5 separate regions of the Mus musculus genome follow, and all the other regions are linked to region 5. A link is a contact called in public HiChIP or PLAC-seq and promoter capture Hi-C data. All regions are on one chromosome and are shown on one strand. The core of a region is the stretch at or near the end of the contact, and the rest is flanking DNA. Distances in the headings are between cores, read along the strand shown.

What was found. Promoter capture Hi-C pulls out the DNA fragments that hold promoters and counts their contacts. HiChIP or PLAC-seq counts read pairs in DNA pulled down with a chosen protein or histone mark. Capture Hi-C pulls out chosen DNA fragments and counts their contacts.
Region 1: a promoter capture Hi-C map of pre-B cells shows a contact between it and region 5, with 2.6 times the contacts expected there. The contact joins the promoter of Kat6a here to the promoter of Ckap2 in region 5. A contact is called at or near these places in 11 of 39 promoter capture datasets (the C10 cell line, the HPC-7 cell line, HPC-7-derived erythroid cells and 7 more), 2 of 484 Hi-C or Micro-C datasets (both in embryonic stem cells), 4 of 115 datasets of contacts at active chromatin or transcription factors (bone marrow-derived macrophages, large pre-B cells, memory CD8 T cells and 1 more) and 1 of 9 other capture datasets (liver).
Region 2: a contact with region 5 is called in a promoter capture Hi-C map of pre-B cells. The contact joins the promoter of Ikbkb here to the promoter of Ckap2 in region 5. A contact is called at or near these places in 4 of 39 promoter capture datasets (the HPC-7 cell line, cranial neural crest, embryonic stem cells and 1 more).
Region 3: a promoter capture Hi-C map of adipose tissue shows a contact between it and region 5. The contact joins the promoter of Nkx6-3 here to the promoter of Ckap2 in region 5. A contact is called at or near these places in 2 of 39 promoter capture datasets (embryonic stem cells and stem cell-derived epiblast-like cells), 2 of 115 datasets of contacts at active chromatin or transcription factors (large pre-B cells and pancreatic cancer cells) and 1 of 9 other capture datasets (adipose tissue).
Region 4: an H3K27ac HiChIP or PLAC-seq map of extraembryonic endoderm stem cells shows a contact between it and region 5, with 3 times the contacts expected there. The contact joins the promoter of Plat here to the promoter of Ckap2 in region 5. A contact is called at or near these places in 2 of 39 promoter capture datasets (cranial neural crest and embryonic stem cells) and 2 of 115 datasets of contacts at active chromatin or transcription factors (extraembryonic endoderm stem cells and large pre-B cells).

The regions. Positions count from the first base shown.
Region 1 is chr8:22,855,604-22,860,914 of GRCm38.p6, forward strand. Kat6a (K(lysine) acetyltransferase 6A) reads left to right here and starts at 3,943. Exons shown (of 18, transcript NM_001081149.2): 1 at 3,943-4,029. It overlaps Gm46036 (a long non-coding RNA gene), which reads right to left and starts at 4,836. Exons shown (of 3, transcript XR_001778526.2): 1 at 4,651-4,836.
Region 2 is chr8:22,704,513-22,710,037 of GRCm38.p6, forward strand. Ikbkb (inhibitor of kappaB kinase beta) reads right to left here and starts at 2,071. Exons shown (of 22, transcript NM_001159774.1): 1 at 1,958-2,071; 2 at 1,570-1,692. The coding sequence starts at 1,674.
Region 3 is chr8:23,149,947-23,155,051 of GRCm38.p6, forward strand. Nkx6-3 (NK6 homeobox 3) reads left to right here and starts at 3,325. Exons shown (of 3, transcript NM_029002.2): 1 at 3,325-4,023. The coding sequence starts at 3,639. It overlaps Ank1 (ankyrin 1, erythroid), which reads left to right. Exons shown (of 44, transcript NM_001110783.3): 44 at 1-551.
Region 4 is chr8:22,754,298-22,759,556 of GRCm38.p6, forward strand. Plat (plasminogen activator, tissue) reads left to right here and starts at 3,425. Exons shown (of 14, transcript NM_008872.3): 1 at 3,425-3,531.
Region 5 is chr8:22,182,674-22,188,499 of GRCm38.p6, forward strand. Ckap2 (cytoskeleton associated protein 2) reads right to left here and starts at 3,146. Exons shown (of 9, transcript NM_001004140.2): 1 at 3,011-3,146. The coding sequence starts at 3,119. Gm29878 (a long non-coding RNA gene) reads left to right here and starts at 3,355. Exons shown (of 2, transcript XR_378798.3): 1 at 3,355-3,406; 2 at 4,412-4,479.

The DNA.
Region 1 (5,311 bases), core at 2,693-5,192, 670 kb after region 5:
GTCTTAAATACATTGATGGGTGTATCACAGAGGCAGTGGCAGCAAGATTGGGAAAAACTTTCTATAGGTCTGAGTTGCTATCTGGTGACATCCTCAGCTTTTGTGCTAATGGAAGCTAGCAGCCCTGTTAACAAATTACAAAAGGGTTTTACCTACTATTAGAAGGATATTAGCTCTGATACAGAGGTAGGCTGGGGATGGCTGTCCCAGAGCTCCGGCTAGCTCCGGCTAGCTCTGGCTTAGGTACTTATTAGCCTCTAGCACTGTAACATTCCCGTCTCTCCAGTGTTCTGCACTTCACTCAATCAGTCTCTGCAGGCACAGCTTCTTTCCAGTTCTCAGTCACAATTTTCTGCTCACCCAGGATCACATTGTGTGAGTGGACTGCATGTTGTTTATTAAATATTATAAGGTCTTTCCTAGCTAGGAAGGCTCAGTCGTAAGATCTGATATAGACGGGGAACGGTTGCAGTTTTCAGGACAGATGGCTGGCTGGTAAAGCCATTAAGGAGCCCCAGACCATATCAAAACTATTAGCCATCATGATCCAGATATGAGTTATTTTTCTTGTACCCTCTTTATCTGCATATGCCACGTGGCAGTGCTACTAATCTAAACTTAAGTCATCAAGGACACGGTGTGGCCTGATGGATCCAAGGCAGATGATGGACACATGTGGCTAAAATACCAAAAATTTGCATAATTTAAAATTAGATTGACTATGTTTCCCCTCACATTTATAGTTCTTTGTACTCTATGAGCTATCTCACTTATATTTAAATTCTTGAAAAATGAACTTTGGAAGGAGACACTGTAGTACTATGTCTCCATTTTTAACTAGTAAAATCCAAATATGGTTCAATTAATTTTTAAATCCTGGTTAGCTGTTTTATAGGACATTTTAAATACTTGAAGCATTAGTACTTAAGGTATAAAACACCAAAAATGTAATTAGAGATTGATGCTTTTGGTATAATTTTTGGACAGAAAGGATTGACATAAATCTTTGGGTATCTCTAGCTAGAGTAGATAGAGTTCAGAGTTAATTGAAAAAACACTAGAGGTGGGTTGTTTTTTTTTTTTTTTTGGAACACACATATATATATGTACACAACATACATAATATACAAGGTAAGGTAGAAATATTAAATATCACAATTTTAAGATCTAAGTGCAAACCTTTTCTTTTTAGATAGTCAGTCATCCATTATATTAACTATACCAAACAATTCTTTTTGGAGTGTTATACCTACTTAGAATATTCCTACTAAATTAAATAGTGATTGTGAAAGTTGCTTTAATGGACAAATGTTTAAATCTGTTCATCCAGTTTGGTCTATGAGATAAACAAGTAGCATATCTTGTAAAGCATTTTTAACGTTGACACTAAAATTAGAATCACAGAGTCTTCACTGAAGGATAAAGAAAACCAGGTGGTTTCGTCAACTAAGAAGGAAAAGAGGCACCACATCAAAGCCTCCATTCTGATGAAAAGATCAGGACTGCAGTCAGGTACTCCCAGCTCACTCTCAGGATGGGAAACCCAAGGCTGCCAACGTGCTCACCTCTTCTGGGAGCACATTCAGGAGGACTTGAAGGTGCTGGATGATGCTTGTCTAACTGACTGACACCTGAGTGCCCCCAGTAACTGCACATTGCTTTCACCTTTGGTTTCTTAAATACTCCTGTCATTAGATTTTTAAAATTGTCTGTGATATTTAACATTCTACCTGGTGAATTTCTAAGTGATAAAATAATACTGTTAGTTTCAATCAAGTTATAATAAGGAAATTATGTCCTGGGTCACAGTCACTTAGAATGGACCCAGAATAAACTCTTTTATTCCCTTTAAGATGAGGACTGTAGCTTTTTTGATTGACAGAGGAAATAATCTTCAGCTGTCTGAATTGTCTCAAAGATCAACAAACAACACCCCCCCCCCCCAACTCCAGAGTTACACTAAATTCTGCCATTTCGGACAGCAGGTGGACTTGCAAAACTGATTTTTTTTGCTGCAAAACTTATAAAGATCTCTGAGTATGCCCTTTAGTAATGTATATCTAAAACAAACAAACAAACAAGCAAACAGGTGCGTGCGTGCATGCGTGTGTCCATTCTTGGAGGCCTGTGGATGATACTATGTGTCTTTGCCGTAACATTGTCTACCATATTCCCTTGAGATGGGGAGTCCACTGAGTCTTGATCTTGGTCATCCTCCTGTCTTCAAATTTCTCTTCCACTAGTAATGGAATACAATTTGGGGTTTGTAGAGAAGTGGTTTTGGGTGATCCAATAAACCTCTCCACAACTGCTTGTTATCAACATCAGTATAGGGCACTGCAGGCCCTTTGCGTGAGTTTCCCAGGCTAGTATTAATATGGAATAGTTTCAACAGTCTAGTGTGCATAGTCGTCTGGGCAAGAATTAGGGTGGAGGAGGGCTACTCAGATCTGAAAGCAGGGAATGAGGTTTGGAGACAGGACATGAGGTGAGGTGTAAACTTATTTCTCAGACGCTTACAAATGCTTATTCACTATAAGCGCTGTTTTGAGCCCTTGGCATCATGTTGGTTAGATGCTGGGATGCCAAATGGCACTGTCGAAGAACATTAACCTGGGAATATACTAAAAGCATTACGACTACACCTGAACTGTAAAGTGAATAAAGCACAAAACCAACAAAGTAATATCAAAGTTATGGCAGCGACTAGCAGGTGTTTTTTTCCTTTTTGGTAAAGCTATGATAAAATGAGGTGGCGGGGGGTTAACAGTCTAGGAAGGGGACATAAACCAAGTGCAAGGGTAGCAGCAATACAAGTCTCAAGCTGTTGAGCTTTAACGTCTTTCCAGGGAAGGGGTATGTGTGTGTGGGACTCAATCTCAAGAGTTTCTAGTGGACCAAAGACAAAGAAACAGGTAGCCAGTAGCGGAGAGGCTTGCCCTAGCCAAGAGTCTCTGCGGTTCAGCCATCAAACTGCACAGGGTAGGAAAAGAAGAGAAAGACCCAGGTTCCACAAGCAACCGTGCCATAATAGCTGTGTGACCTTGTCCAAGTCCTAGAAACCGAGCTCGGTGGGTGGTGTTTCTTATAAACATGTTTCCAAGGTTTAGTGACTTGCGGGCAGGGGGGTCAGTCAAGTGCCCTAGGTGGGCATCTTGTTGGCTGACAAGGAGTGTCCAACTTCGTGCCCTCTCCCCTTTCTAGCCAGACTATTCTTTGAACCACGGGGGGATGAGCAGCTGGAGTGCAGAGTGAGCAGAAAGGCGAAGGCAAAAGAAGGAACTCCTGCCACCCGCGTTCCCCCGCCCAGCCACGGAGCTCCCGAAGCCACTGTGTGTGTGTGTGTGTGTGTGTGTCCCCGACCCTGCAAGGCAGCCGCGGGTGCACGCCCCCGGGCGCTAACAAGGGCCTGGGAACCCGGGCGGACGCCGCGCGCCGGGAGCTCCGAGCTTCCTAGCTCCGAGGTTTCGGCGTCGCGCCGAAGCCGCCCCACCCAAGCGCCCGCCCGCCCGCCCGCCCGCCCGCCCGCCCGCTCCAAGTTTCCCGGGCTGTATAATCCGGGTGCACCTTCCGCCTGTGGCCTCGCCATTCTGCCCGATCGCTGCGCGTGAGAAAGGAGGAGGGGACGCCCCCAGCTGTTGGCCTCCAGCCCGGCCAACTCCCGCTTCCACCCGGGCTTCGGCCTTTTGTACCCGCCCCACGTGACCCGCCCAGCGGCTCCCTCCACCCCGCCCCCCGTGGCCCCGCCCTCCGGCCCTTCCCGGCGACGAGCCGGCTCTTCCAGCTACCGGCCGCCCCCCTCCCGCGCTCCTCCGCTCCCTCCCTCCCGCCCGCCCGCGCAGGCTGTTCCCGCTCCCTCCCCAGGCAGCCGTTCCCTCGCGACGCTCCCCTCCCCCCGCGGCTGTTCCGCCGCTTGGCCTCCCCTCCCCCCAGTCGGAGCTCACTGTCTCCAAGATGGCGGCCGTGTCAGTTTGGGGCATCTCCGCGGTCCGGCCCGGGCCCCCGGGATCCCGGCTGTCTTCCCCCCAGGTAAGGAGCCGAGGGGCCGCCCCCGGTCGCTCCCAGCTGCCGAGCCCGAGGCTAGGCCGCCCCGGAGTCTGCTTCGGCGCCTCGCGGGGACGGCGGGCCGCTTGCAGGCCCCGCCGCGGCCTGCGCCGCCTCCCCGCTGCTCTGCGCCAGGCCTCGGGCTGGGCGCCGCGGCCGCCCCCTCGCGTCCGACTCCGCGGCCCGGCCCGCGCCCGCCCTCCGGGCTCGCGCCGACGGGCCCGCCGCCGCCGCCGCCCTAGCTCCGCCGGCGGCCCACTCCGGGAGCCGGGGCTCCCTGGCGCCGAGCAGCCAGGCCGCGGAGCCTGGGGCTGCTGTGCGGGCTCGCCCGCTCTCCCTCGGGGGCGCGCCCGCCGTCCGTCCGCCCGCCCGCCCGCCGCTCCCGCCGCTCCCGGCGCCGGGCGGGCGCGCACTCCGGGCTGTGCGGAGTGCGCGGAGATCCGAGCGGGGTTGAGCGGTGCAGGGTGACAGCCTGGTGGGTGCAGTGGTCTGGAGCAGGCAGCACGTGTGGTGTTGTGTCTGTCGGACTGTCAGCCCCTAGCCGGGACGGGTGGCGGCGGGCTTGCCTGTCAAGAGCTCCGCGACTTTGGGCCGGACCTGCCCTACCTGTCAGGCTCCGTCACAGCCGGTGTCCCCCTTGCTGCTCTTCTGAGCCGACCCCTTGGAGCGAAGAGCTCGGAGGAGCTGGGGCTAGAGCTTACTATGCTCCTAACTCCACGTGATTTCATTGTTAACTTACTCTCCGGGCTGTGTTTCCATAGAATGGGACCGGCGAAGCGGTCCGCTGGCAAACTGCGGGGCTCTGCCGCTTCAAGTTTTTTTTAAAGTTCCTTGGGCTTTAAATCGAGGGCGCGCGCAGATGTGTTTTGGGTTGGGAGAGAGAGCGGGAAGGGCTTTGCGAGCCCGGCTGGTCTTTCTTTCTAGCTCGCGAGTGTACTTTCTGAGAGTTAGGGTTCAGATCTTCAGAGCGTTGGTTTGTGCAGACTCGCAGATTGGGGAAACTTCCGGCCGGAAAGACAATGTGTGACTGTCATTCATTCTTTTTCACCTGAAAACTCAGCCACATAGGGTGTTCCCACCTTCTTAGGTCTTAGTCCTGGTTACTTTAAAGTTAGTGTCTATATCAGAAACATCCCTTGGGTAATAATTCTGATGTTTGTCCTCGTAAAACCTCCACTAATATGAAGCACCCCTCCTGGGGAGGGGGGTACTTCTTTTAGTTAGCTAATTTTGAAATACATTTTGGCCCCGGGTGCTAATGCTTTTT
Region 2 (5,525 bases), core at 821-3,320, 520 kb after region 5:
TGAAGACAGCAGAGGATGTCCAGGTTTAAGCAGGCGGGTTCTTCAGCCAGTACTCCTCCCCAACTCCAGCCCCTGCCCTCTCTATCCACCCAAGTCCTGTTCACACTAACCCCTAAATATCTCTTCAGTCTGCCTATTTCTCCCTGTCATCACCACGATCAACCTGGCTGGTCTCTCACCTGGACCACTCAATCTGAGTCAAGACCTTGATTTTAGCTCTTTAGGAAGGATTCCCTAGAAGGGTGGCCTCTCGTTTTGGTATGTTTTCCAACTGTTGACCAACACTGGAATCCTAAAATAGAAAAATAGGCCTCCAGACAGCACTCCCCGCGGGGTCTATCAGGAGGTTGAGTAACTGGTCTGGCAGAAATGAAGATATTCTAAAGAGATACTTTTAAACATTGGATGCCAGAGAGATGGGAAATTCCCCAGAAATTTCATGTTGGGAGAGAAAAAGCTCCCAGCCAGAGGGGGAAATTGTCTTCTGGGTTACAGATTTCTAACACATTCTCAGAAAAATCTCACAGGATGACAAAACCAGGCCAGTGGTAGGCTGGACCACAGTACTGCTTAGATGTGAGTATCCTTGGCGTTCTATTTAGACCTTAACCTAATTTTAGGATCATGGAGATGGACTTGGTGGGGGGGGATCTGTCTGTCCTTCTTCCTAATGTGACCTCAGTGAATGAATCCCTTGCTTTCCACTATTAATTTGCCTATTTTAATTGGCTTATTGAGGACTCAGCTTAGGGCACAGGCCATGACCCCCAAGTTTGATAGTCACACATCACGTCTGATACTCAAGTATCCTGAGGTTAGTAAGTACTCTTTAGCGGAAACATCACAAGTACTGTGTGCTCCTGAGGCACTGTGATGAACTCATTACCCAAATCGGATAAAATAAGTCTCCCACAGTAAACAGCCGAGCTAGAGAGAGTCCTGCCAAGAATCTCAGCGTACTTACTGCCAGCCCCCTCCCCCAAATTTTTTTTGGAAGAACACAAACTTTTAACATGAGCAACGCACATCAGACACATAAGGACTAAAATAATAGGAATAAAAATTAGATCCAAAAATGAAATCAGTCCACATCACTCAGCATTATATGGCGGCACATGGAAAAGAAAGAAAGAAAGAAAGAAAGAAAGAAAGAAAGAAAGAGAGAAAGAAAGAGAAGAGAAAAACCTTGGGGTTATCAACTACCTAAAATATTTTAAATAAAGTTATTTAAAATGTTTTTTATTGCTCTCATCTTTTTAACACTGCCTGTATTCTACAACATTTATCACAATGTAATGTATTACGTGCTAGTCTAAATATTAGTAGAAATATAATTTCAAAATACTTGGAATGACAGCTTACTCCCTCATGTGTCCTTCTAAGTGGCATGGTTATTAAGGTTTTTTAAAAAGAGTCAGTTTAGCAGCTCACAGATCCCCTTTGCAGTCCTTTTTCTTACGCTCCCATTGGACAACGCCAAGGTTAGGCAGGGATCCACCCATTCACACCGGGCCAGGTCAGAAGAGGCGCCAAGAAAGCTCACCCACCTTCCTGGTGCCAGAGCCCTACCTGATTGTGCCACCGGATGACGTTTCCAAATCCCCCGGTCCCCAGGCGTTCTTTCATTTCCCAGGCTCCACATGTCTGGGTTGGGAGGGACGGTGACCAGCTCATATCGATGCCCTGCTAACTCTAGAAGCAAGCAGGGAGAGAGGACAAGTTGAGAGTAAGAAGAACACTGGAGCTCAAGAAGCAACTGGGAGCAGCAGTGGCTGCTGCCCTGCAAGGGGAGGCTAGGACACCGGTGTAGTTAACAAATAAAAGTTGCGGCGGCCGGGCCCACCGGTGGGTCCGCTCAGCATCGGGCGCGGCGCAGCCACGGACCCCGGGGAGAGGCGGAGCGCACACCCGGGTGAGCCGGTCCACGCGCCGCGAGCCGCCCTCGCGTGGGACTCACCTGCCCCGGGGGCCGCGGGGCCGCCAGCGACACCCGCTGAGGACATGAAAACTCGGGGTCCCCACGCAGCCAGCCCAGCGCCACTTCCTCAAACACTTCCTGCCCTGACGTCACGGGTACTAGACGGCTCTTAAAGGGGACGCGCGAGCCACTGGCTCTCGGAGACGCAGCCACAGCCAGCCAAGGTGCTGGACCTGGCGGCGCAGGACCTGGCGGCTTGGAGAGCTCTTCTTCACCCTGGCACTTTTTAGGCTGAGCTTGATCCGACTGGCTAGGCAGTTAATAAGGGGAGAATCTGCCGAGCCCCGACTAGTGCTGACTTAGAGGCTGTCCTAAGAATTGCCTCCCTGTCCTCCCACCGCTCCTGGTTCAGTATTAAGAATAATCAACCATCCTGATGCTCCTCAGAAAGTAACACACCACCATCCCCCTCAAAGAGGAAGGGAGGAGAGGGAAGAGTACAGAGACAAAACAAAAAACTAGCACTGTCTATCAAAAATGGAGTTTGAGCACTGGGAGCATAAAGAAATTACTAGTTATTAGGTCAAGAGGCTGGGTATTGTCTTCTCCACCAGGACACCCCACACGCCTACCAGCATCCACCCCTGCCTCTAACAAGCCAGGTTCAGCCGCTCACCTCCCATAGCCTAATTCACGATACAATTACCAATGGAAAGGAGAAAAAGAGGTTTATTCAATGTGACTACATTGGGGAAAGACAGCGATCTAATCTCTCTCACCCATACCTCTGCCGATCCAAGTCTAATTTTGGGGTCCTGCCATGAGGTTTGGGTTTAAGTGGAAGGCAAGTGGTATACATAACTAAGTAGTCATGCTCAATATATGTTCTGGTCCACCATCGTTGTCTAGGCTCCAGTTTCTCCTATGATGTGGCGTTTGTCAGACGGTGTGAAATCTCTGCTCCTCTGAAGGTGGCACAGTGGCTCCAGGCTTCTGACATTTACTGGCTTTTTAGATCCGAACCCAGCAGCGGACAGCGACCAGCAAGGCTAACAAAGTCTCCCTGGATTGAAAGCCAAAGATCTTTGTGGGATAACCTGGGGACTCTAAGCGTTTGAACTCAAGAATAGAGCAAATAAAGAACTTCTCACTCTTTTATTATTAAAGCAAGCAAAACATGAGATGATGTTTACAGAGAGCTTAAGCAAATACAAGAACAGCAAGTGAAAAAACACTTGGTATTATGTCTTATCATCCTTGCACCTGTGGGAAAAAGCCAAGAATATTCCTCCCAGGACCCCACCCTTCCCACAGAGAGAACGTGGACATCCCAAGCCATACCCTTCATGTCGCCCCTTTTGAGAGCATCCACTTTTTATGGGGTTTGCAATTATTTCTAGAAGGCCACTTGTGGAAGAACATTCTGCACTCTGCCCCAACCACAGCTCACGGGACAGTCACAGCTTTCTTACACGGGTTCCCACGTGGCCTCAGATGATGTTCCTGGGGGAGATTACAGTTTCTCGGGGTCTGTTATGTCGGCAGTTTAAAAGTCAGAAAGAGGAGCTCAGGAGACTCTTTAGCCTCCATTCCAGTCAGGACAACTGCAATAACCTTGTAGTTATTTCACTTCCTATTTTGAGGTAAAAGATTCCTGTACTTGACACAAATACAAGTGGAAGTGGGAATCAAGGGTACACTGTATCATCCAAAGAAACAGCTCTCACCTCCTCAAAGGAATAAAAAGATCATAGTTTATTCTGAAGCATGTATGAATATAATGTTCCAACATGGAAGAAGTTTTAAGACGTTGTACAGTTTTAAGGACTAAATCAAGGTAAGTTTGAAATGCATCAATGGAGACCTCAGAGAGATGATTATAGCAAGATGGGGGAAGCTAGTCTGTGAATCATCAGATGTTCTCGGATGACACTCTTAGCTTTGGGTTGAGTGTTTGGAAGGTGTTAGCCCACCAAGTTAATAGATTTCAAAAGCTGGGTTTTCGTTTTAATCTCTTAGCCACAGAACGTCAGCTCTGACACAGAGGTGGGGTAGCAATGGGTGTTCCAGATGAGGTAATTAGCCTCTGTAACATTCCAATCCTTCCACAGTGCTGCAGACGGAACCAGCCTCTGTAAACATGCCCTCTTGTAAGGAGGTCTCATTCACAACTGCGTTTAGTTAGTGACAGGTTGCCACACAGAAGAGCCATTTCTCCTTGGTTTGGGTTACCTTTGGGAGAGCTGGCACAGGCAGCTGCATTCTGGTTCTGAGGCAGTCTTGCTGTGAAGCCCAGGTTGATCTGAAACTGAAACTCCCTTTCCCATTAGGTCCTTATTCTGATTTCCTGTTTATGACACTATATTCTATTCACCCTTCCTTGCACGTCCTCTTACATTTCTATCTTGAAGATACAGAATAGTTTGGCCTTTCTGTCAAAAAAATCAGGTGTCTGTAGGCATGTGGAGTTATTATGTCTGGGTGTTCAATTATACCCCATCAATATGCCTGTTTTTATGACAATATCAAATGTCTTACTTTGGATTTTATTGCTGTGAACAGACACCATGACCAAGCCAACTCTTACAAGGACAACATTTAGTTGGGGCTGGCTTACAGGTTTAGAGGATCAGTTCATTATCATCAAGGCAGGAGCATGGCAGCATCCAGGCAGGCATGGTACAGGAGGAGCTCAGAGTTCTACATCTTCATCTGCAGGCTGCTAGCAGACTACTGGCTTCCAGGCAGCTAGGACTAGGATATTAAAGCCTACATCCATAGTGACACACCCACTCCAACAAGGCCATACCTCCTAATAATGCCAATAGTCCCTGGCTCAAACATATACAAACCATCGCACCATGCTAATTTTATTACCATAGATGCATAGTATAATTTTAAATCTGGGGTGTTGATAACTCCAGCAGGTCTGGAGTAGAGGCTTCTTTTATGGAACTGGGTACATTTGTGTTTAGTGCATAAATATTTAGAATTGCAATATCCTCTTGGTGGATTTTTCTCCTTTAATGATGTAGTGTCCTTCCCTTTTCTTCTAATGAAGTTTTGTTTGAAGTCTACTTTATCATATATTAAAGTTGTTGTGCCTGTGTGAATGCTTATCTGTGTGCCTGTGTGTGCCTAACTTCCTGCCTGTTTCCATGCCTGTCTGCATGCCTGCATGCCTGTCTGTGTACCTGTCTGCCTGCCTGTCTGAGTGCCTGTTTGTGTGTCTGTCTGTGTGTCTGTCTGTGTGCCTGTCTGTGTGCCTGTCTGTGTTTCAGCTCCACTTGCTTGGAATACCTTTTGTCATCCTCTTCCTTTAAGGTGACAGATGTCTGTCCTTGATCATAAGGTATGTTCAGGCAGGAGAAAGATGGATGCTGTTGCTTTTATCTAATGCTTTTACCCTAATCTGATAGATGTGGATAAGTGCAATGATGCTTGGTTTTTAGTCTTAGGGTACCCTGGCTTTTAGCATTGGTCACAGATCTGAAGTTCTGTTTAGAATTCTGAGTTCAGACTCCATGCACACTGAGGTTAGGCTCAGTGTGTGGGGTGGGTGATGGTCATGGGAAGTGGGCTGACTCTGGGCGTCTCTGTAGTAGGA
Region 3 (5,105 bases), core at 2,075-4,574, 970 kb after region 5:
GACTCCAGCCCGCGCGCGCTCTAGCCCCGGGCCAGTGCGCGGGTTGGGGGATGCTGTGGTCCACGGGCGCGGCTAGCTTTCCTGGGGGTAGGGAGGAGGGGCGGCGGCCCCGGGAGGGCGGGCGAGCACGGGCGCGGGGTCGCCCCGCCTCGCCCCGCACCCTCCGCCCAGTAGCGGCTCTTAGCGCCCTGCGCGGCCCGACTCCGCTTTGGCACCCTCCGCTCGGTCTGGCTTGGCTGCTTGGCACGCCGCCCCCCCGCCCTCGGCGGCATGGCTGCGCGCTCCCGTTGCTAGTAGGAGCTGTTTTAGGAGGAGTTTGGGGTCTCCACTTGATGCCTAGAGAATGCTGCAGTCTGCACCTTAGACGCTTTTTAGAAGTTTTGAAATGACCTTGATTTTTTTAATTGTTATGAAAAAAAATGAACTATGTCTTGGCTCTCTCACATGCTCTGTTACTGAGAGAGACCAGCCCACCCTACTCTGATGTATAGACCATTCTCCCTACACCAGCTAAACAAATGTCAAATTAATAAAGAAACGGACTCATGGCACTGGTCTCCATCGCTTCTTCTTGGCTCATCTTTGGGAGTTCGAGGTGCTGGGGGGAGTATAGATTGCCTGGTTTGGGGGTGGGATGGGGTCTGTTGAGTAGCATCAGAAGACACTCTGCTCCAAGAAGGGGTCCACCAATGCCCAGATCCTGGAAAGCCCCGTAATCAGTGCCATCCCAGAAAAAGCTGACCACCTGGCTATCACGACAGAAGGGGTCGGGTCGGAGGGGACCCTACAAACCAGAGAACCTGAGAACAGGCAGGCTGCTGACTTTCAGCAGGGGGCGGTGTCAGAGTTCTGCACTCACTGAGATAGCAAGTGGTCCCTGTTTGAATTAGTTTCCAACACTTTATGCAAAGCTGGGGTCCCAAATCGGTGGCGGTGTTGTTGTTTCCTCCTTTGTCAGATGAAGAATAGAGGAAACAGTTTCAGCAGCCTCTGGCATTTGTCACTTGAGGTTACCACACGATGACCCCTCATCAGCTATAGCATTAAATAAGAGTCGAATCATTTGCAGCAAATGACCTTCCTAACTTCTCATTATTACAGAATGACCAAATCTTTGTCCCTAACATTGCTGGTGCTCCCCAGCCCCACGCCAGTGTCTCATGCACTGAAAGGCCAGCAACTCGACCCTGCATTTGTATTCCCCCAGAGGGTTTTAAAAACACTTCCAGAACCACAACTGCCTTGGTTGGGTGGCAAGTCTGGGAATCTGGAATAGTTGACACATGGCCTGGTCTAACATAAACCTAACATAAACTGTTACTAACTAAAAACAACAACAAAACAAAACAAAAACCCAAAAAACAAAAACAAAAACAAAAGTTACTAACTTTTTTGTGTGTGTGGGGGGGGGGGGGGGAGTTCCTAAGTCCAGACAGCCAAAGATGAACAGAGCTACACAGAAAGGGGTGGGGGGGGGGGGCTATCAATCAAAAGTTAATAGAGACTGGAGAAAGAGAACATCTCAGAGAGTCGCTGAGAACTAAAATCAGTTGAAGGCACACTGTAAAGAGGTGATTAAAGAAAACAGAACCCATTCCTGTTGATGGCTTAGTGGCTGAAACCACTCCAAAAAGCGAAGTCCAGTCCCGAGGGTGGGAGAAGGAATTCCTGCTGCGAGCAGACTCACTCCTCGCTCAGTGGCACACCTAAGTCCTCCAGGTGGATTACAATGTGTTGGCCTGTTGATTTGGTTTTGAAAGTAAAACTTGTTATAAATTAGAAGTTGACTCCAAAATACAGCCCCTTTTTGGATGGTGGAAAAATAAAAATAAAAACAAAACAATTTTTTTCCTCAGGCCAAAGAGATGGCACCAAGAAATCTGAGTTTGGTTCCTGTCAAGGGCTCATAATTGCCTGTAACTCCAGCCTCAAGGGATTCATCATCCTTTTCTAGACTTCTTGGATGGAGAGAGAGAGAGAAAGAGAGAGAGAGAGAGAGAGAGAGAGAGAGAGAGAGAGAGAGAGAGAGAGAGCGCACACACACACACACTGAGACTCTTAATTTTAAAGGTCTTCAAAAAAATAGCCCAACCTGTAGGAAGGTCATCTTGCCCTGCGTAAAAGCTTTTCTATCTGATCCTCACCTAAATCACCCATGGCACGGAAAGTATTGCTTACATTACAGTCAAATTCTCCACAGCAAGCCAGCTTTCTCTACCTCAGACCTCTGCCTCAAACAAAGCTAACAAAGAAAAGGCTCTGTCTCTCACCTGTGAAAACACAGATCCCTCCAAACACAAGACAGTGTGTTCCCCAAAGCCCCAGTGGCCTGGTCAGGAAGAAGTCATTTAGATAGCCAATCACCTTGCACCTGCCATTTCACACTTCAGGTGACTTCAGGAAAGAATTTAGAGACTAGCCTGGCAGGCAAGCCCTGATTCCTCTGTGCCTCTGTTTCCCCGTTATCAACTGAGAGACGGTACCCACAAGAATCATCAGATTGCAAAAATTCCTCAGAAACAAAGCGAATGGTGGCGTCCTTATAGTCAGTGTAGCCCCAAGCCTCAGCCCGACTGCCCTGCTTAGGTCTCTGCCTCAGGAGCCCAGGGCTGCTCACAGGAGAGAAAGAGACTTCACCCAGGACACAGCCAGCCAGACTACTCAAGAGACCAAGAAAGGCTGGCTGGGAGAAACAGGAACCACCATTCTTCAGTGGAATGCCTTCTGACCCCCCACACCCCTGCAACTCCCAGAGCTGTTCCACGGCCCACTCCCTAAGCAAGACGTTTCCCACCCCGTGGTCTCAAGGCCAGAGACTTGCATTCCCCCAGAGAATAGTGATTGCTCAGTCTCCCCACTTACCCAGGAGAAAGGGAAGCAGCTGTATGTTACCTCAAAGCGTCACATTCATTCCGACAGGGGCAGCTTGGGACTGTGACCTCTGAGCCTCTCTCTCTCTCTCTCTCTCTCTCTCTCTGACTTCCGCAGGAGCCTCCAGTCCCTACCTCCAGGCGCCCACCTTTTCTTAGATACTGGACTTGGGTAAGCAAATGGAGCCTGTGACCAGGCTCAGGGCGCCTAGAGCTAATTCTTTCACACACGCACATGAGCACACACACATGCACACACACACACACACACACACACACACGGACTGGCTGATTTACAGTCAATCTTTCAAAGTGCAATTTGTCTAGGAGAAGCCAATGTGAGGCCCATGTGGTCTCCAACCAATGGCGACACAGCGCTTGCAGCTCAGCCAGTCTCAGGTCTGTATTCTAATGGGCCATATCTTTATCAAGGAAATGTCCCCTCTCTGAACTTAAAACTTCTGATGGAGGGCCCCCAGACTCAGAGGCAGAGAAACCGGGTGCTCTGAGTATGGAAAGCACCCCTCCTTAGGCCCAGCGGGCAGAGAGGGAAAGAGGAAGGCCGCCCACCTTCTCTGGACACCTGACTTGCCAGAGGGCTGACGTAGGTGCCCCATCTCTGAGGAAGGGCCGAGCCAGAGGGCAGTCTGAGGCTCGGGGTGGGATGGGGGGCTCTGATTCTCCAAACCTGTCATGAGGTTCTGGGCCACCATTTGAAGTGCTGGCCTTTAAGGGTTCCTGGACCACCGATTCGCTGACCTGGAGACCATGGAGTCCAACCTGCAGGGGACCTTCCTCCTGAACAACACACAGCTGGCCCAGTTCTCAGAAATGAAGGCTCCCATGTGCCAGTACTCGGTGCAGAACTCTTTCTACAAGCTCAGCCCTCCGGGACTTGGCCCCCAGCTGGCGGCTGGGACTCCCCATGGAATCACTGACATCCTGAGCAGACCGGTTGCCACCCCGAACAGCAGCCTCCTCTCTGGCTACCCCCACGTGGCAGGCTTTGGTGGACTCAGCTCCCAGGGCGTCTACTATGGCCCCCAGGTGGGGAGCTTTTCCAAGGCTGGAAATGAGTACCCGACCCGGACCCGGAACTGCTGGGCAGACACAGGCCAGGACTGGAGAGGCAGCGCTCGGCCATGCAGCAACAGTGAGTACAGGGCCTTCACCCCCAGCCCAACCTGTCCCGGGGAGAAGGCAGGAGGGGGGGGGTCTTTTAAAGGCCGGGCTGCACGCGACCTACCTAACCTCAGCCGCTATTACACAGCCCTGCCAATTCCTGGTCCCTTTTCTCAGCTCACAGCAGAACTGAACCCCACCCTTCTCCCTCCTCCCTACTTCTACCTAGCACAGGTGTCTGGACCCACAGTCACTTCTTGCCCTTCAAGGGACCTTGGGTTCTCCAGGCCCCACGATCACAGTCCATCCCACCATATGCAGCACGTAGCTTAAGTTCGCTTCTGCCCGGAGACATGGCGCCCCTTCACACAGTGAGGCACAGTGCTACCCTGGTGAAGAAAACTTAATGAATTTAGTATCGTATCCCTAAGAGCCCAATGTTATATAGGATTGTTCCAAAAACCCACTGGGGTCCCATCCAGGGCCCATCACCCACCTTCCTGTTCCCCCGTTCATGTCAGCAATGGCAGAACCAGAGCGCTAAGATGACCTTGGCCCTGACTGCTAGGGAGCGGGGCGGGGGGGGGGGGGGCTTACCCCACCCATCCCTGAGACTCAGGTTTCTGAGAACTGGAGTGGAGGGGGTGGGTATTATGCCAATCAGGGATCCAGGAAGTGCCCGGGGCATGTGCCAGTGGGGCATACTGGGAGAGAGTGGCAGTGACTTCCAGGGTTCTCCTTGAGCCACTAAAGCTCCGGGTGAGATAAACATGTGTCAGGGACAGAGGCAAAGCCCCCTCTCCTTCTGTTTAATCTCTATCTCCCACACTGCATAAGGGATTTGGAATCAATGATGGAAACCCTCAAAACTCTTGTCCTCCATGTCTGTGCCTGAATGACAGTCACCTTCCTCATCTCTTGGGACCTATAGTTTGGGGTACTATAAGCTCATGCTGTCTCTCCCACACCTCCACCCTACACTCCCCCATCCTGACCCACCCCTCCATCTTGAATGCATACACACACTAGAAAATAGCCAGGAAAAACAGTGGTCAGTTTAACACAAGAGTAAAGAAAAATATCTTTTAGGATAGTGGTTCTACACCTGTGGGT
Region 4 (5,259 bases), core at 2,175-4,674, 570 kb after region 5:
CTGAGCTAGCCCTCTGGCCCTCATAGGTCAGTCTTAAGTTTATAGAAAAGTCAAGCAGAAGGCACAGAACTCCCTCAAACCTCTTGTCCCCTGCAGTTCCCCTCTTACTAACACGCATTGGATAATCTTGTTCACGTTGTGACCCCAATGGTGCTTGGAAGATAGTTTGACAAAGTCTCTAAAGGCACCTTCACCCTTGCTGGGAAATCAAAAAGCCTTCCCTTCCACAGGGCTAGCCACCTGAGTAGGCGCCTTGCCAGTGACCCACATCTCCAGCCCTGAAACCCTTAAGTGGCTTATTAAATCTGAAACAGCAGGTCCTTCAGCAAAAAGCATTTTCCCTCCCGTGGCATTCTGGTTGAGTCATGTAACAAACCCTGTGAGTCTCTAGCATTCTCATCCGAAACACAAGAAAGCAAATCTAAACACAAGCAAACAGACAGAAAAGAGCAAACTTCCTGGTGTCCAACCTGGCCCTCTGCCTTGGGCCACATAGCTCTTGGGTGACTAGCCGCTGGATTGGAAGCTCAATGAGGTGGCAGTGGGCCCAAAGAAAGGAAATCCTAGTTTGAAGATTCAAAACAGATCAACCTAAGGAACTTGATTCCTACCACCAAGGAACTGACTGAAAATACAATCTGTTTGGAAAGAAGTTGAATAGATTCCGGAGCAAGACCATGGTAAGTCACTAAAAGCACATTTCTGTCATTGGAACCTGCCTGTATGGACAGCTGCTGCTTCCTCATGCTGGTGTAAGATTCATGAGCTGGGCATATCCAGATGTGCCTGCATCTGGTATGAAGTCACTTTCTTTTTCTCAGAGTGGTATGCAGGTACCATGAAAGAAACTGAAAAGAAAAATCCATCCGTTGCTACAGCAATCGAGCCCTAATGCTGTGTTTTAATCTTTATCTACTCATCCTTGTGGGGTTTATAGAATTTACATCACACTTAGGGGCAAGGTGATATTCCTAATTTTGGTATGTCTATATAACTGTGGTATCAATCATCCTCAGACCATACAATACTGTACTATGCTGATATGTCGAATGCCAATACTCCTCTATTTTTGAGCATCTAAATTATCTTCAGTGTCACATGATCAAAACAATGGTTTAGACCAGGCTTCTGGATGGTGCATTCTTGGAGTTCAAGGTCAGCCTGAGTTACATAGTTCCAAAACAAGCAAGCAAGCAAACAAACAAACAAACAGAACCCAAGGTTTTATAATCATGTGTGGAATTTTAAAACTTATTGTTATTAGGTTAAAATTTCAGAAGTCTGCTCCAGGAGAATTGCCTGATTTTTAACTTTTCATTTTCATCACTTCGAACGATTTGTTAGAATAGTGCAAATCCCTCTTGTACAGTCTGGTAAGCGATTCTTCATAGCTATCACCATCTCCAAGAGGACTTTGCTTTGTCCTATCCATTTTTTTCCTCAGGGAGTGCATGAGCCTGCAATTCACCCACCTGGTCCAGCTAGCCAGTGTAAGTCTCCAGTGCAGATGAAGGCCTGGACAGTATATGCTGCCTTTACTACTTCTAAGCGGATATGAGCGAACGTCTGTTAACTCTAGACTGAGAACAGACAAAGGAAACAATTCCATGGGTCTAGCCTGGAGAACTAAACAGTGAATTCAACTGGGGTAACTTCCAGAAGTATGAGATGAGGGGTGTCCTCTGGTCAAGTCCCTCACAAAGAAAAGTCCCTCACCACCTCAGCATTTGTTAATAGCCCATCCCTGTGTCCTCGGGGAGAAATGGGGCAGGGAGATGCAGGTCTATGAGCCTTGGGCCTTAATAGGGTCTAATTTCAGGGCAGGACCAGCCATGGCATGCATGAGGAGTCCCTACATCCCAGCAGTGTATTCCCAATAATGCCATCTGGATATTTACCTCATTTGTCCTTAAAAGCTGATCCCCTTTTAAAGGAGATGCTTTTAGTCTGTACACAGAGCACCTGCCTCCTGGTTAATAGCTGTGTTGTCAGCTTCTTGCCCACTTCTCTTTCCTTGGGCTATCCTGGGAATCACATCACTTCTTAATTAGTTTTCTCATCATGGTTTTTGTCCTGATACCTCGTCAGCTGTCCACTTCCATTGCCCCCAACAAAGGGATCATTAAGCCAACTCTCTGCCCCCACAGGTGACACACACTACAGAGAGGACCCCCATTGCAGAAGCTAGCCTTAGGAACTCTTTCTTCAGCACTTCATTTTCTTATCCATCTGCCCCCAAGTTATTGTACTTGGAGCCCTTTGGAGCAAAGGGCTCCTAGGCAAGTTTCCCAGGATGTGATATCATTAAGATTTATTTTCACTCCCCCCACCCCACCCCCCTGCAATCCTTTGACTAAAATCAAAGTTCCCATTGTTATGGTATCAGCTTCCCATTTGTATTTCTGGCTCTTCAGTCTTGCTTCCCACCCCCCCCCACCCCCACCCCCCGGAGTCTGACAGGGGAAACAGACTCACAGGTGGTAGAAACACAAAAGCTGGGGTTTCGGAGGATGTGTGTGTGTGTGTGTGTGTGTGTGTGTGTGTGTGTGTGTGTTTATGGAGGGGAGTGTGCATTTAGCAAAACTCAGGGCACCTGTGATTACTGAGAAACCCTCCTCTCAGCTCCACGCCAGCCGAGATTGACAGAGGCCACTCGCCCACCCCTCTGATGTGCAAGCAGCTGCAGATGAAGACTAAACTGGAATTTTGGGTGACCTGGTGCCCCGAGACTGCCGAGGCTTTGGTAGGTTGTGAAAGGGTCATCAGAATAGTAGTTTTCAGGAGCTTTTATTGTCTGCCTCCGGGGTGTGGGGCTTAGAAGAAGGATGGCTTAGGATAGAATTTCAGGGTGCTGAGGCTGAGAGACCTGCCCATTTCCCCACTTTTCTCAATTCTCTGAGAGATCTCTGCTGAGATGCCGCAGAGAAGCACCTCAGTCTAGGAGAGCAGGTCAGAGGTAGGGAGCGCACCAAAAGTCATGTGCGTTCTATCTCCAGTCACACCCAACCCAGCTTATCATCATCTGCCCGGCCAATTAATTGCCCACGTGTCCTGAGGGGTAGTTGCTTCAAATTCCAGAAGACCTCTCCCCCATCCCCAACTGGGCGGGGCTGTTTAGAACTATAAACTCATGGGTCAAGACAGGAGCTTAGAGCAGCAGATCCTTACAGTTCCTTTTAGGCCTTTGAGACCGGGGTTTTAAAACAGGATGAGTCTTAAGTCCCCTCCAACTCTGAAAATTCCTGTGATTCGATGACATCAGTACGGTGAATAATCAAACTGGCGGCAAGCCAAGACTGGCTGTGCTCCTCCGCGCGCACTTCCTCCCCCTCCTTAGAGACACCGGCTGCTCCATTGGCTCCTCAGTCCACCCACCAGCAGAGGAGAAACCCCGCCCACACCTCTGGCCCCACCCCTTCTTCATCCTTCAAATTGGCTGGAGCTGTTCAGGGAGACAGAGCCTGCAGGAACTCAAGAGCTCAGCGTCAAGGAGAGGCCCCTGCAAGAGTGGGAAAGAAGCAAGCACTCTCGGTAAGTTAATTTCTGCCGGTATCTAACAGCTGACTCTTCTTCTGTCCCTTTAAAGTCTTTGGGGGCAAACTGAGCCAGTGAAGGGATGCTTAATGGAAGCACAGACAGAGGACCAGCCAGCATCATCCAGGGTTCTTTGCAATGACCCTGGGTAAGCTGAGGTGAGAGGGAGAGAATGGGAGAGAGGTGTCTCTTGCAGAAGTTTTGCTTGCACAGGGGAGAAAGCAAACAGAATGACTCCGGTTCTTTCAACAGACAATGGGAGCAGCACTAACGGGCAGTAACTAGATTCAGCTGCCTTCCTGAGCTGAGAAGCCAGAGTTGTATGGCTACCTTCTGACCAAGGAACACACTAAAAAACAGGCTGGGCATCAAGGAGGGGGCATTTTGCCTGGGCAGCATGATTAACTAGGCTGGCAGAGAGAAGCTGAGATTTTTAGGAACCTCTCATTACTAGTGGGAGTCAGGATGCAAAACCTCTCGTCTCTCGGGAGTTCATCGCATCCTCTCTTCCGTTCTTCCAGTCAATCTCACCCTTGGACATCAAGCACAGATGTGTTTGCTTTTTCATGCTGCAGCTGGAAGAGTCTAAAGGCTCTCTGGATTCCTTCAGGACCTTTGTTTTCTTAACCTCACAGAAACAGCGGGAGGATGGATGGAGTGGGGGGAGGGAGAGATGGTGTGGGCGTGGGAGGAAAGTATGCAGCGCTCCAAGATAACTAAGGACGAAGCTTCAGTGCAAAGAAAAGCAGTAGCAATGCTTTAATTTGATGGCCAGCTTAGAATGATGCCGTGGTCTTCCGCAGCTGATAATGGGGCAGGGGCATATACAAAAAACGTGTGTCTGTTGTGGTGGTGGATATTTAACAATCCTGCGAGCGCGTCACAAATACAACTGGAGTACACTTACAGAAAAATACAGCTAGGGATTTTCACTGAGATCCAGACGTGGCCTGTCCAGAACAAATCTATGCAGGTCAGTGGAAGGTAGAGTGGGCACAGCCAGTGAGGGTTAAATAATATTCAGCCCCAGACCAGATACTGGAAACACTATAATGTAAACAGTCCCTCTGACCATCCTGTTCAATCCACCTAAAGTGTTTTTAGGAGAGCCAGCCTGTATCCTGGCAGGGGCAGTACTAGCTGCACCCCCCCACCCCGGACCAACTGGATTAGGACGGAGTTTCCAGGACACCCCCAGATTATTTGGAAAGTCTCCTGTGAGTTCTACAGCAGCTGGCCTGCTCTCTCCCAGACCCAGGATGCTTGATGCAGCCGGGAGGAGCAGAGGAACATCTATATTTCCGCTAAGGCTTTGGGGACTGAAGCTGCACACATCAAGACTGCTCACTGAGCAGGGTGCTCGGCCAAAGCCAGAGAGTGACTCAGAGTTGCCTGCCAGGCTCGTGGACTGGAAAGACTGGTGTGAGGGTTGTAAGGTGAAAACACATGTGCTCGTCCTCCATCTAATGGTGGAGGCTGCAAACACGGCTTATCAGCCACAGTTAATAGACTTAACGCCATTCACAGTGTAAAGTTCACACACATCCCGAGACACCAGGTCTCTGTGAGTGGGAGCCTTTGGTGGTCTGAGCTGAAACAGTGCAATCTGAGTTCTGGCAGCTGTGCATCTATTGTCTCAGAATAGCTTTTTTTGTTTCTTTTTTTTTTTTCTCTTGGGTGTCAGAAAATGCTGCAGGAAGCAACTAAATGCAGAAACCAAGAACT
Region 5 (5,826 bases), core at 1,896-4,395:
CTGCCTAAAGGTGTGTACCACCACGCCCAGCTGGATGTTTACAGTGTTTAAATTGTTTGGTCAAGGTGATTCATACGTAAAGGTTAAGATAGCTGCACGTTTCTGGGACTATAAAAATAGTTTACCATCTAAAACTACAATCCTGGAAGTTCAGCTCTCTGAGTCCTCTACCCGCCGGTTTGTTCTCATTTATACAGAATGTTCTCTCATTCAAGATTCTTGCTCTTTCTAAGTCTTTCTCAGGATCAGTGAGACAATAAAAGGTTAAATTCTTTTAGATAGAATAAATCAGATTAAAAAAAAAAGAGAGACAAAACCATAAAAGCTTAAAGCGAAGTCAGAGTAGGTCTGACTATGTTCAAGGGGCCTTGTAGAGGATGGCTTAGACAGTATACTCAAGGGTTACAGTGACTGCTCCTGTGGATACAGGGTAACAAAAGCTGACTGAGACACGCATGTCTTGTCCTGTGTGTCTCTGCTAACTTTGTTAAGCTTTAAACATCTGGAGAAACTGTGGTCAGAATTAAGTGTACACTTGTTATTCTTAGGTCTCCTTGGGACAACCAATCCTCCAGTTCTCCGCTATAATTACACTTGTGATAAAATAAGCTACTTGATATAAAAGATCTTACAAATTGACTTAGACTTTGTAAAACTATACTATACAGGATAATGAAGTTCCCAGTTTCTCCATGGACTGAACTTATCATATAAAGTGTATTACCTTAGTATTTAAAAGAGCTTCAGTTCAGAAACTGTCTTTTGTTTGTTTGTTTGTTTGTTTGTTTGTTTGTTTTTCGAGACAGGGTTTCTCTGTGTAGCTCTGGCTGTCCTGAAACTCACTCTGTAGACCAGGCTGGCCTCGAACTCAGAAATCTGCCTGCCTCTGCCTCCAAGTGCTGGGATTAAAGGCGTGCGCCACCACCGCCCGGCCAGAAACTGTTATTTTTAAGGCTCAGAAATCTTACCAGAGATAAATCACCTTAGCTTACAAAACCCTAATCTTGTGAGAGTTGCCAATGTATTATAAACTGTTAAAACAAAGGTAATCTGGGGTGATAACGTATGTCTTTAATCATAGTGCTGGGGGCAGAGGCAGGTGGAGGTTTGTAAATTCAAGGCGAGCCTGATCTGCATAGTGGATTAGGACATTCAGGGCTATGTAGAAAGGCTGTCTCAAAGTAAAATAAAAAATAAGAAAGTAATTAAACATATATTTTATGTGTCCAGAATTGTGTTTGTAGTCACACTAAGTACAAATATAATTCATTTACAGAGACAAGATGGGAGGGAGAGACCAATTTATATCCCACATTATACAATCTTCTGTAATATATTTTCAAAATTAAACTTGAATGGGCAATGCAAAGGCAGTTTAATATAAAATACTGTTCAAAATAGGTACATTTAAAAACCAAGCAAACTGGTTAGGGAGAATTAAATGTTCAGGTAAGTAAAATGGGTTAAGCTGACCAGACACTTGCACGTCAGGTTTGATGGGACCTCCTGTGAGAGTGGTCACAGTAAGCTGCACAATAACCTCATTACCAAATAAGGATAAGACTCGCCAGAGTCTACTGCTCCTGTCTCCTGGCTTGCACACCAGACCAGGAAAGCCTCCTCCCAGAGATGCGGGACTATCATTAAGTCTGGCCACTTGGTCAGGTGGGAGGTCGACACAGCAAAGATGTCAGAATTATTGCCAGTGACCTTTTTTTTCTGTTTAAATTGTTCAAAGTGTAACCTGGGGCTGGGATCTAAAAGAGATTTAAGGATGAGAGTAGTGTAAAATGCACAAGCCTACCCCAGGAAGCAGAGGCAGACATTCTTGAGTTCAAGGCCAGCCTGGTCTACAGATCAAGTTCCAGGCAGCTAGAGCTACAGAGAAACCCTGTCTCAAAACAACAACAAAAACCAAAGCGACAAGAAAGCACCAGTCTAAAGTGTTTAAAAAGCCAATGAAGTCTCGTATTCAGGGCTGGCTCTTCCTTGGGTGCTAGCCAGAGCGAACAACTTCTACTAAAGAGCTTTAAAGAGTAACCACTAAGGGTGTGGAGTGTCTCCTCCCTGGGAAAAGAGATTATTCCTATAACAACACAATAGGAGATTTCTCAATTTAGACAAATGATCCCATGAATCAGAAATTACATGCAAGGTGCTGTTTTAGGCTTACTATTACTGTGATGAAAACACTCTCACCAAAGGCAACTTGGGGAAGAATGGGTTCATTTACTAATATCTCCATAGTACAGTTAGCTCATCATCAAAAGCAGTTAGGGCAGGAACTTGGTGCCATGAAGAAGTGTAGCTACAAGGCTTGCTCTGCCTGGTTTGTTTGTTTTTGTTTTTAAATAGCACTCAAGACCACTAGCCCAGGGGTGGCACCGCCCACAATGGGCGGGGCCCTCCCTCTCCCATCAATCTCTAATTAAGAAGATGCCCTACAGGCTGGCCTACAGCCTGCCTGATCTTGTGGAAACATCTTCTCAGTTTAGGTTCCCTCCTCTCAGGACTCTAGCTTGTGCTCAATGATAGAATACTTGCCTAGCGTATACAAAGCTCTGAGGTTCATCCTCCCAAATAAATAAATAAATAAATAAATAGCATCAAATGTCCTAATCGAGTGAAAATTGCAGGGAACACATTTCAATATAGGGTTCCAGAAACAACTGTGTAGAGAGATCTGATACCAGTCGCCAAATTCTGACCAACTTACATAAGTTTTCCACATTCTTGCTGCAGACCATTCAACTCCATTTTTCCAAAACGTCCAGGACATCATGCAAACAGTCCCAGCCTCACCTCCACGTTCCAAGCACAGAGATAGGAGAACCCGGGAGCTAGCGAGCGCGCGCGCAGGCGCAGTCGGGGGTCCGGGCAGCCCCGCCCCCGCCCTCAGACCCCGAAGATAAACCGCTGGCCCCGGCAGGAGCCGAGCCACGCGCTACCCTCGGCAGCGGCCTGGGCTCTCAGAGAGAGTTAGCGGCCGAGGCCCCGTGCCATCGCTCACCTCGGAAGGCCGGCTGGTCTCGCCTGGTCGGGGGCAGCTGCAGGTCCCGGGTCACCGGCAAGGGATTCCTCGCAGCCCTGCCAAGGAAGCGTTTCCTGGACTCTGCCATCGCTTAATGAGCGCGCCTCGGCGCCGGCGTGGATTGAACGGACCAATGAGCGCGGAGGGGCGGGGCCCAGGCGAGGGGCGGGGCCGTCCCAGAATCCAGAGACTTGGCAGCCGGCGAGAAATTTCAAAATCGAACAAAGCTCTCCCAACTGGATGGATGACGCCGTTGGAGCGGGCTTGTTGAATCCTCAGGATATAGCAGGACCAGGCTTGACAAGTCAGGACATGTCTTCAGACACAGCCCAGAGGAAGCCAAAGGACCGCAGTGACTGCACCTGTCAAATGCTGGTGCGCTCCTTAGGGATAAGGCTCATTGCTTTCCCTGAGGACAAGTTCCCGAATGATCTTTGGAGCTGCTTAACAGAATTAGGTTGCGATTATACCTCGCAAGCGAGATGATGAGCTCAGATGTTAGGTGTCTCGTGTTTGCACAGCTTGCAAACAAAACCTTTTTTTTTTTTTTTCTTTTTTCGGTTTTTCAAGACAGGGTTTCTCTGTATAGCACTGGCTGCCCTGGGACTCACTCTGTAGACCAGGCTGGCCTCGAACTCAGAAATCCACCTGCCTCTGTCTCCCAAATGCTGGGATTAAAGGCGTGTGCCACCACTTGCCCGACTTTGCAAACAAAATCTTAAGTTGAGATCTACCTTTGTGCTGTTATTTTATTGAAAATCTTGCTACGTAGCACAGGCTGGCCTAGAACTCACTTGCAGTCTTCCTTGACCTCCTGAGTGCTAAGATTACAACTCTATGCCCAGCCCTTTCTGTGCATTTATATATGCATTTGTGAAATGCAAACAAGTGTAGGAGACAGAAGAAAAAGAAAACTGAGGATATAACCCTCTGCTCTTTCAAGGCAGGATATAATTCTGTGAAGTTAAACCTATTGTGTGTTATAAAAAGATAAAGGAAAGAAGGAATATGTTTTGGTGGATGTGTAGTCAGGTATGGGGTGCCCCCGCAGGCCCATGGGTATAGTATAGAATAGAGTTTACTCAGGGAATGGGGAAGGGAGTTAAAAGGGTATTAGAGACAGAGAAAGGCAGAGAGAGTTGAGGAATAGAGGCTGGCTGAGAGCACATGTAGACAAGGGGGAGTAGGGGTGAGAGGACAGAGCAGGAGCAAGAAGACAAGAGAGAGCAAAGGAGGGAAGAGGGCAGAGGTAGCAAGCAGCCCCTCTCATAGTGAGTCAGGCAAGCCTGGCTATTGCCAGGTAACTGTGGGGCGGAGCTTAGACAGAATGCTAACAAAACCAACTCCTGTTGAACAATTTGTCTATGTTTGTCTTTTTAGGCATGCTGCCTTAACCTTTGACGCCCATCATTTAAACATGTCACCAACATAAAACCCAGACATGCTAACAGTGGTGGTTCATTGCTGTACTCCCTCAGAAAAATGACATGTGTGAAACATATTTCTAGGAAAAAAGCTACATCTTCAAACTGATTAACTGATTGGAACCTCAAAGGTTGTGGAGAGCTTGGGATGTTGCAGGACCAGGGCCCAGATACAACCTATCTTGAGCTATCTGTAACCCATTAAATAGCCACCCCTTGCCCCTATCCCAACCCCCACCTCAGACCTTAGGACACCTGACATCATGTTAGACGCCTTGTTTTGTTTGTTTGTTTGTTTGTTTGTTTGTTTGTTTAAGTGAGGGAGAACAACTGGAGGATGGTCTGGGTCTGGTTGCCCCCTAACTGTACACCCAGAGAAGCTATGTAAATCTTGCTCCCCAATTTAAAGTTAATAAAAGACTAGAGCCTGTGATTGAGTTGTAGAGAGAGAAAGGCAGGAGGTTGTGGGGACCCAGTGAGGGGGGGTCTCAGGAGAGACCAAGAGAAGGAGAAAGGAGACAAAGGGAGGAATAAGCTGCCTTGAGGGGAATGGCCCACGAGTGCATGGCCATGGGAAACAGCAAGTGACAAGGGACAAGTGGCTGGGGATGTGAGGTAGAACAGCTCCAAAACCTGCCCAGTCTAGGCTTACAGCTTGGAAATAAAATACCAGGACTTCGTGTCTTTAATATGGGCTAGCTAGAATGCATAATTCATTTTACAATGTCTACTACCTATTACTCAGGCCAGAGGGTCTCCCCAGCTGGCTCTCAGCAGTGATCAGCTTTTCTCCTGCTCTTTTCCTTTCTTTTCCTCAGATACTTTGCTAATGTTTTTTTTTTTTTCCTTCAGTTCCAGTGTTGGAATGCAGAGACTTAAGAACAGGTGCTCTACCTCTGAACTACAGTCCCAACTCTGCCATAGGGTTACCTTCCTTCCTTCCTTCCTTCCTTCCTTCCTTCCTTCCTTCCTTCCTTCCTTCCTTTCTTTCTTCTCTTGAAATATCCTATTTTAGTGTACCTTTACCAACCTCCGGAGAAGCCACAGGCAAACGGCTCTCCTTTTTAAAGGCAGCACTGATCCACGACAACACAGCTAACTGCTAAGTTGCCATCGGTGTCATGGCTAGTCTTGGTTGTCAGCTTGGCTACATCTGGAATCAGCCGCTGGGGATGCTGTGGGGGGTTTGCTTGTTTACGTCCTCTGAGGAGAGAAGCCTGGCACATCTGGTGCCAGTTCACATAAAAGGACCCGAAGGAAGCTTTTTGCTTTCCGCCTGGCTGTCCTCACTCTCATCGGCAAGTTCATCTATCCTGCTGCTGAAGGCATTCCTTCCCTGGTATTTGAACTTACCTCTTGAGAATTGCAGCG